Linked DNA regions of Oncorhynchus mykiss: region 2 is linked to region 1. Evidence: chromatin contacts called from public Hi-C data. All regions are on one chromosome and are shown on one strand. The core of a region is the stretch at or near the end of the contact, and the rest is flanking DNA. Distances in the headings are between cores, read along the strand shown. Region 1 holds the start of LOC110537380 (RING finger protein 121). Region 2 holds the start of LOC110537381 (E3 ubiquitin-protein ligase RNF167).

What was found. Hi-C and Micro-C count contacts between places; a contact is called where the count stands out from the background.
Region 2: a Hi-C map of liver shows a contact between it and region 1, with 2.5 times the contacts expected there. The contact joins the promoter of LOC110537381 here to the promoter of LOC110537380 in region 1. A contact is called at or near these places in 2 of 3 Hi-C or Micro-C datasets (blood and liver).

Annotation. Positions count from the first base shown.
Region 1 is chr12:29,496,015-29,500,352 of USDA_OmykA_1.1, reverse strand. It overlaps LOC110537380 (RING finger protein 121), which reads right to left and starts at 2,253. Exons shown (of 12, transcript XM_021623383.2): 1 at 2,100-2,253; 2 at 1,158-1,195. The coding sequence starts at 2,177.
Region 2 is chr12:29,648,275-29,652,761 of USDA_OmykA_1.1, reverse strand. LOC110537381 (E3 ubiquitin-protein ligase RNF167) reads right to left here and starts at 2,633. Exons shown (of 10, transcript XM_021623384.2): 1 at 2,535-2,633; 2 at 1,248-1,407; 3 at 1,019-1,099; 4 at 785-928; 5 at 549-636; 6 at 237-327. The coding sequence starts at 1,346.

The DNA of each region.
Region 1 (4,338 bases), core at 1,004-3,503:
AACACCATGGAATCACGCATCCGTCATACCGCTCAGGAAGGAGACGTGTTCTGTCTCCTAGAGATTAACGTACTTTGGTGCGAAATGTGCAAACCAATCCCAGAACAACACAAAAGGACCTGGTGTAGATTCAAGAGGAAACAGGTACAAAAGTATCTATATCCACAGTAAAACGAGTCCTATATCGACATAACCTGAAAGGTCACTCAGCAAGGAAGAAGCCACTGCTCCAAAACCGCCATAAAAAAGCCAGACTACGGTTTGCAACTGCACATGGGGACAAAGATCGTACTTTTTGGAGAAATGTCCTCTGGTCTGATGAAACAAAAATAGAACTGTTTGGCAATAATGACCATCGTTATGTTTGGAGGAAAAAGGGGGAGGCTTGCAAGCCAAAGAACACCATCCCAACCATGAAGCACGGGGGTGGCAGCATAATGTTGTGGGGGTGCTTTGCTGCAGGAGGGACTGGTGCACTTCACAAAATAGATGGCATCAAGAGGAAATAAAATTGTGGATATATTGAAGTAACATCTCAAGACATCAATCAGGAAGTTAAAGCTTGATCGCAATTGGGTCTTCCAAATAGACAATGACCCCCAGTATACTTCAAAAGTTGTGGCAAAATAGCTTAAGGACAACAAAGTCACTGTATTGGAGTGGCCATCACAAACCCCTGACTTCAATCCTATAGAACATTTGTGATTTCAGAACTGAAAAAGCGTGTGCGAGAAAGGAGGCCAACAAACCTGACTCAGTTACACCAGCTCTGTCAGGAGGAATGGGCCAAAATTCACCCAACTTATTGTGGGAAGCTTGTGGAAGGCTACCCGAAACATTTGACCCAAGTTAAACAATTTAAAGGCAATGCTACCAAATACTAATTGAGTGTATGTAAACTTCTGACCCACTGGGAATGTGATGAAAGAAATAAAAGCTGAAATAAATCATTCTCTCTACTATTATTCTGACATTTCACATTCTTAAAATTAAGTGGTGATCCTAACTGACCTAAGACAGGGAATTTTTACTAGGATTAAATGACAGGAATTGTGAAAAACTGAGTTTAAATGTATTTGGCTAAGGTGTATGTAAACTTCCGACTTCAACTGTAAATCTAATTTGCAGTCAGAATGAATAATTGGGAAGAGACTGACCTCCACTTCTCCTCCGGTGACAGATGGGACAAATCGACCTAAAGTGAAAACAAACCAAACAGACATTCACAATTATTCCAAATGCTTCTAAATCAATTAGTTAGAAATCTACATGCAAATACAGTCACATAGAACCTCTGAATTAAACAATATATCTACAAACTACAATTATTGCATCAAAAATAGTAATTTTAAATCAGTCTGTATTCTGATCATGTGGGTTGAGAGGCTGTTGGTAGTGGACAGACATGTGAATACTAAAAGGGATGAACACTGCTGGCCAACAAAGAGCATAGGCACGGTTTCTATCCATTATAGCTAAATGGTGAGAACACTAACTAGCCTTTGGTCCAAAACAGTTTTTAGAGAGCTCAGGCTACCAGGACAGAAGATGGATTATGCGTCAACTAGATGACCTTTGACTCTGTCTGCCACATCAGCTATTACATGGCGTGACATCTAATGAGTACTAGCTACTGCTACATCATTGATGCTATTGCAATAGGAAACGGGTTGTCAAGCAAAGGCAGCAATTTGGGGGCAGCTAAACCAGAATTATCAATTTAGTTAGCTATCTGTGGCTACTTATATAGCAACCTAGCTAAATAGTTAGCTAACGTTAGCTATCAGCTACCACGTACAAGACAAGGGCGTGATGATGATGGCCCTTGAAGTTGTACGTTTGTTTTAGCTGACTGCACTATAATATTACTTGGTTTCCTAATGCACTCAATAGAGAAATGCACTCAATGACATCCTACCTGTCTAGCTAAAAGGGAAGAGAACTGGGAAGTTAACTAGCAAAGCTAACATCTTGTGACGTTCACTAGCCGGTGCAAGAGGCAGGTCTAGTCCATATTGGCTGCAACGCAATGTGAGCACTTTACAATTCACGCTGTTCGTTGTTTTCGGATTCTACAACGGTAACACATGTACCCTAACCTGATTTGGTTCATCGTGATGTCCGAGTCCATGATCGTGTTCTACACCATCAACCTCCACCTCAAACACCCCCGCCATCTTCGGGAGTGCTGTCAATTCCGAACGGATGCCATTTCCGGTTTGGAAAACACGAGGGCCAATCAAAACACTGCACGCGAGTTCTTTTCCGTTTGTAAACAGGTTAGACAAAGATTTTTTATAACTAACCCAAGACTAATGAATAATTGTGAGAATAAGCGAGAATTGAGATGGGCAGAGCCAAGCACGAGCTAGTCATATCCTATTGTCGTTTTCTAGCATTTGTTTGCATATGTCCGTTAGGGAACGCCTACTCTGAGAAGCGCGTGTGTGGAATAATCCGTGGTGTATTTAACATCCCTGGTCATCCCTATTGACACTGATCTGGTGGACTCACTAAACACAAATGCTTTGTTCGTAAATGATGTCTGAGTGTGACCCTGGCTATCCATAACTTTTAAAAACAAGACAGTTGTGCCGTCTGGTTTGCTTAATATAAGGATTGTTTTAATTATTTGTACTTTTACTTTTGATACTTAAGTATATTTTAGCACCTACATTTACTTTTGATACTTAAGTATATTTAAAACCAAATAGTTTTAGACTTTTACTAAAGGAGTATTTTAGTGGTTTACTTTTACTTGAGTCATTTTCTATTTAAGTATTTTTACTTTTACTCAAGTATGAGTTTTGGGTACTTTTTCCACCACTGTGAATAACTCAATTCGCCCTTGCACTCCTTGTAAAAATGGCAATTTTTAGAAACTGTTAAAGTCTACAAAATGCAGTCCATTCTGTTACATATTCTAGTTTTGGAAACAGAAAACTGCATGGAGATCGATGAAAAATTTGCAAAATGTCGGCAAAAATCTATCTGCTTCATCTTCTTCAACTGCCGGCCACTGGGCTTCAGCTCATCACCATATTACCATATTTGGAAGTGAGTGGAACACCAACCGGATGCTTCACATGTATACATCTGGTGAAATATTGTTATTTTATTTATATTTTGGAGAAAAACCACACAAGAAGCATACAAACAGGCAATGATAACATACACTAGGGGGTACAACAAAGGACAGATTATACAAAGACCTTAAAAAATACACACATATTGATTGTTTTAAAAGCTTATTATAAGAATGTAGAATAGTCTTAATGTACTGCTCAAATTCCTCATAGAAAACATGGAAGAGTGTTTTTTTATTAGTGAATTTACATTTATGAATATGACATTTTGCCATCAGCACAAATACATTTGAGGTAAAATTGTTTTTCGTTATCCTTACTATAGCTAAGGAAACCAAGCAGCGCATTCTCCCATAAAAAAACAAAAGTCATCAAGAATATTAACAGTGATAAAACTATGAATATCTTTCCATAATTTCTTTACATGTAGACAATGCCAAAATAAATGCAAAACTGTTCTATCTGTGGTATAGATGGGTTAGCTGACGTTATCACGAAACGATGCGCGCGCTTCCGTGGGGCAGAAGTCAGCGTGTTGTTGTGATTCTGGATAGCCAGATTGCTAGCAAGAATGTCAAGAATGTGCCATGTTGGGAATCGTAAGTGGCTGGTTTAAACTCGTTTCATCATGTTCTTCATCCCCGTCTAGTTTGACTGATTTCATGTCAATTGCTAATATGGCTAACTAGCGAGCCAACAACTGTAAGGATGTATTTCAGAGACAACAAGTACTCATTATGCAAATTATTTATGTTTTCAATAAACATTGGAGACGAAATATAGCTTACTCACCAGATAATTTTCCATCAATGGATGTCGATTTAACTTGTTTGACTGCTGAATAAGCACTAAGGCACGAGTGGATATTGTATATGGCCAATATACTACGGCTAACGGCTGTTCTTAAGCATGACGCAAAGCGGAGTCCGTTAGCTGTGGTATATTGGCCATATACCACACCTCCTCGTGCCTATTGCTTAAATAAATCCCCTTTGCGCATGTGCATAACTATAGATAAATCCGACAGGAGAGTTTGGGTCATGAAAGTTTGACAGAGGATCTCAAAATCTCTGAGCAAGAAACACTTGGACAAACTTTAAAAAAAAACAATGTTAGGCTGTTTTCTGGCAATTATGCCGTCATTATGTGCCAGATATTAAGACTACAAACAGTTATAAAATTGCCCATTTCCCGACTTGTCATTTCAATAGGCATAGGCAGGCTACAGACTAAAATCTGGGTTTCTGATTGT
Region 2 (4,487 bases), core at 1,384-3,883, 150 kb before region 1:
AACTCTAATCAATAAAGGTCCCATCTTCATTACGGTGCAAGACCATTACCAAAGAGCCAATACACACTCATGTTGCATGGTTACATTAGCAACCATAACTCATCAGCAGATAGTTAAGTCGAACCCCCATCTAACATTGTGAATAGCGCTAGAAAGAACCTCTGTGATGTCACTCATGAACAGGTTGTCATGGAAGTTGCGCTTGACAAAAATAATTGAACATCAATGGAAATCACCCTTGTTCAGGAATGATGAAGGTCCTGAGAATTTGGGAGGCGTAGTAGCTGGTGAATACTGAGGGGATCTCAATCTCCTCTGCAATGGTTTCTACACACACAAACAAACAAAAAGGGGAGCACTGTCACTCAGCATTACCAAAGTATTTACTTCCTTGGAGGATCATACTGGTTAAAGACTACTTGAGGTTTTGAGAAGTGAGAACACAAATCAGTCAACCTGGTTAAGGGGAAGTAAACTAACGGAACTGATTCTGTCAGAAATGGGAAAAGGCAGCTTAGGGAAGTTGAAGACGATTTCAGGATCCTCACCATTGCTGTAGTTCATGTTGAGTAGAGTCTCCGAGTACATGTTGTGAACGATGGCTGCACTGAATCCTGCTTGCTGTGCATGCAGCACCTGCATTAAATACAAAATCATAATTCACACTATAATAATTGTAAACACTACACGCAGTGTGGTTTTACACTGAATATGTTGCAATAAATAAATAGGTTGAATTCAAATGGAAAAACACCATATGTCCTAAGCAACCCAACAGACTAACCTTGATATCAAAATTGCAGTCATAGCGTCGGATGAGGACTATGTACTTAGTAGTGGTAGTGTTGGAATCACTAGATGTGGGCCGTGGTGGTGGAGGTTTTATCGGAGTGCAGCCGTTGAGTGGACGGGACTCTACTAACACACCCTTAACGACAAAGAGAAAGAAAATTAGGTAATTTTAGAGCCAATTTATCCATTGGATGAAAGGGAATGTTATCCCCTCCCCTCCTCTCACCATAAGTCCCTCTTTGGGTAGTGATGATCCAAACAAGGCAGACAGGTCCTCAAACAACATGTTAGTCATATTGCTGTAATGCTACCAGACAGAGAGACACAAGTTTTAAAATCAATGCCAGCACACAGGGACTGTAAACTGCATTTGTTTATGACAAATCCAATGGCAAACATCACTTGTAAATCCACAACAAACTTGATCATACAGTTCTACAATTATGAGGACTCACAGCATAGATATATGCGTGCGCAGGTAAGGGAGCCAGTGTGCAGCACAGCACCAGAGTGAGAAGGCCCAGTTGGGCATCCATGCACCACAGACCCAGCATCCTGCCTCACTGTCTGTTTGGAGAATGGGATGAGTACGGCAAGGTAACAGGGAAGCTCAGCCTGAGGAGTGAAAATAATCCCTTGATTATAGTAATCCCTTACAAAAAAATATGTTAGTTTTGAAACTGCAGTAAATGTGCAGTAACTGCAGTCAACTGTGGTATTTTGAACGCAGTAATTGCAGTGTACTGCAAAATTACTGCAGTAAAAAAAATATATATTTTTGACGCAGTATTTGCAGCAGTTATACTGCACTCTAACTGCAGTAATAAACTGGATGGTTCGAGCCCTGAATGCTGATTGGCGACAGCCGTAGTATATCAGACAGTATACCATGGGTATGACAAAACATACATTTTTACTGCTCTAATCACGTTAGTAACCAGTTTATAATAGCAATAAGGCACCTCGGGGGCTTGTGATATATGGCATATATAACAAGACTAGGGGCTGTGTCCAGGCACTCCGCGTTACGTCGTGCGTAAGAACAACTCTTAGCCGTGGTATATTAGCCATATACCACACCCTCTTAGGCCTTATTGCTTAATTATACTGCTCTCTGACTGCAATCTTTTTTCGTAAGCGATTAATAGCATTATAATAAATTATTCCAATACCAGTCCAAATAAACGAAGAAAAAAAATCACAGTATAACGTTAATAGTTTCTATGATCAACGTTTAGATGTGTTGGTGCCTGTATACAAAACACAAATACAGTACAGTAGCTAGCTAACATTACTCGTCAGTGATAACTACAGTAGCTAACTAGTTTATACGTAGCTAGCTAGCAACCTAGCCAGCTAACGTTAAATTAACACACAGCTAAAACACATTTTGGAATCAATGCTTGGGGACAAAAATAACAGATTCGGTCCAGTGGACAAAACTATTATTTTCCTTAATAACTCTGTTAGCTAGCTAGTTTACTTCGCTATTGGCTGAACAATCTGACCTTAGCTAGATAACATTAGGTGTGCTGCTAACAACAACAAAGACGAATTTCATTTACCACGGCACGGATAACAAACGTTAGCTAATGTTCTAAGATTGTAACTAGCGATCTGAAAGTTACAGAATTTTATGTCAGGCAGCTCCTCAATACTGATAATCAGAACAGTCTCAATTAAGGAAATGTAAACATATCTATCTAGCTAGCTATCTGGGGAAAATGGTGTGATCCTTGTACCAGTCAGTGTCTTGTTGTTTGGTCCAATTCTTCACTGCGATAAAGTTATTACCGTTCTCCTAGCAGCAGGATATTATGGCGGTAGCGCGATCGCGGATTTTATGTTTTCAAAATAAGAGTCCCAGCAAAGACATACTACATGTTGGGAATATTGCACTCAATTGCAGTACAACTGTTTTTCACAGAATTTTAAATGTTATTTATACCAACATGTATTTTAAAGTTTACACAGATACTGGTATGTTGAAATGTATTGTGTAGGCTATGTTTAAAGAAATACACGTAAACTAAAATACACATTTATTGTAATGACTGAGAATAAAACATAAATGAGCGAATGTCCACAACAATTCTCAAATCGCTGTCCACCAACCCCAAGGACGCCTGGCACTGAAACATCCCAGCTATTCCATTGATTGACAGACAGCAGGGGGACTGGCATGCAACTTTGCAGGGAAGTTAGGAACCAATATGCACAGGCAGTTAGGAAAGCAAATGCTAGCTTTTCAAACAGAAATTTGCATCCTGTCGCACAAACTCAAAAAAGTTCTGGGACACTGTAAAGTCCATGGAGAATAAGAGCACCTCCTCCCAGCTGACCACTGCACTGATGCTATGAAACACTGTCACCACCAATAAATCTACGATATTTGAGAATTTCAATAAGTATTTTTCTACGGCTGGCCATGCTTGCCACCTAGCCACCCCTACCCCGGGCAACAGCTCTGCACCCCCCACAGCAACTTGACCAAGCCTCCCCTGCTTCTCCTTCACCCAAATCCAGATAGCTGATGTTCTGAAAGAGCTGCAAAATCTGGACCCCTACAAATCAGCTGGGCTAGGCAAATCTGGACCCTCTCTTTCTTAAATTATCCGCCGCAATTGTTGCAACCTCTATTTTTAGCCTGTTCAACCTCTCTTTCGTATCGTCTGAGATCCCTAAAGATTGGATAGCTGCCGCGGTCATCCCCTTCTTCAAAGGGGGAGACACTCTAGACCTAAAGTCTTCGAAAGCCAAGTTAACAAACAGATCACCAACCATTTCGAATCCCACCGTACCTTCTCCGCTATGCAATCTGGTTTCAGAGCTGGTCAATGGGTGCACCTCAGCCATGCTCAAGGTCATAAAAGATATCATAACCGCCATCGATAAAATACGATACTGTGCAGCCGTCTTCATCGACCTGGCCAAGTCTTTCGACTCTGTCAATCACCACATTCTTATCAGCAGACTCAACAGCCTTGGTTTCTCAAATGACTGCCTAGCCTGGTTCACCAACTACTTCTCAGATAGAGTTCAGTGTGTCAAATCGGAGGGCCTGTTGTCCGAAACTCTGGCAGTCTCTATGGGGCCACAGGGTTCAATTCTCGGGCCGACTCTTTTCTCTGTATACATCAATGATGTCGCTCTTGCTGCTGGTGATTATCTGATCCACCTACGCAGACGACACCATTCTGCATACTTCTGGCCCTTCTTTGGACGCTGTGTTAACTAACCTCCAGACGAGCTTCAATGCCATACAACTCTCCTTCCGTGGCCTCCAACTGCTCTTCCTAATCTTACTTCATTTGCACACACTGTATATAGATTTTTCTATTGTGTTATTGACTGTACGTTTGTTTATCCCATGTGTAACTCTGTTGTTTGTGTCACACTGCTTTGCTTTATCTTGGCCAGGTCGCAGTTCTAAATGAGAACTTGTTCTCAACTGGCCTACCTGGTTAAATAAAGGGGAAATAAATAAAAAATAAAATTAACTAAATGCTAGACCCTGTGAAACAAATAAACATGACCAGAAACTCATAAACAGTTACACATAACTGACCAGCAGGGAGAACAAACAAAGATTTGGAGGTCTACTTTGTCTGCACAGGCGTGATGGGGACAGAGTGTCCACTCGTGGCAAAGGGAGTGCAGTCTGTGGCATGGGGCTGTCCCGCTTGTGCACAGGG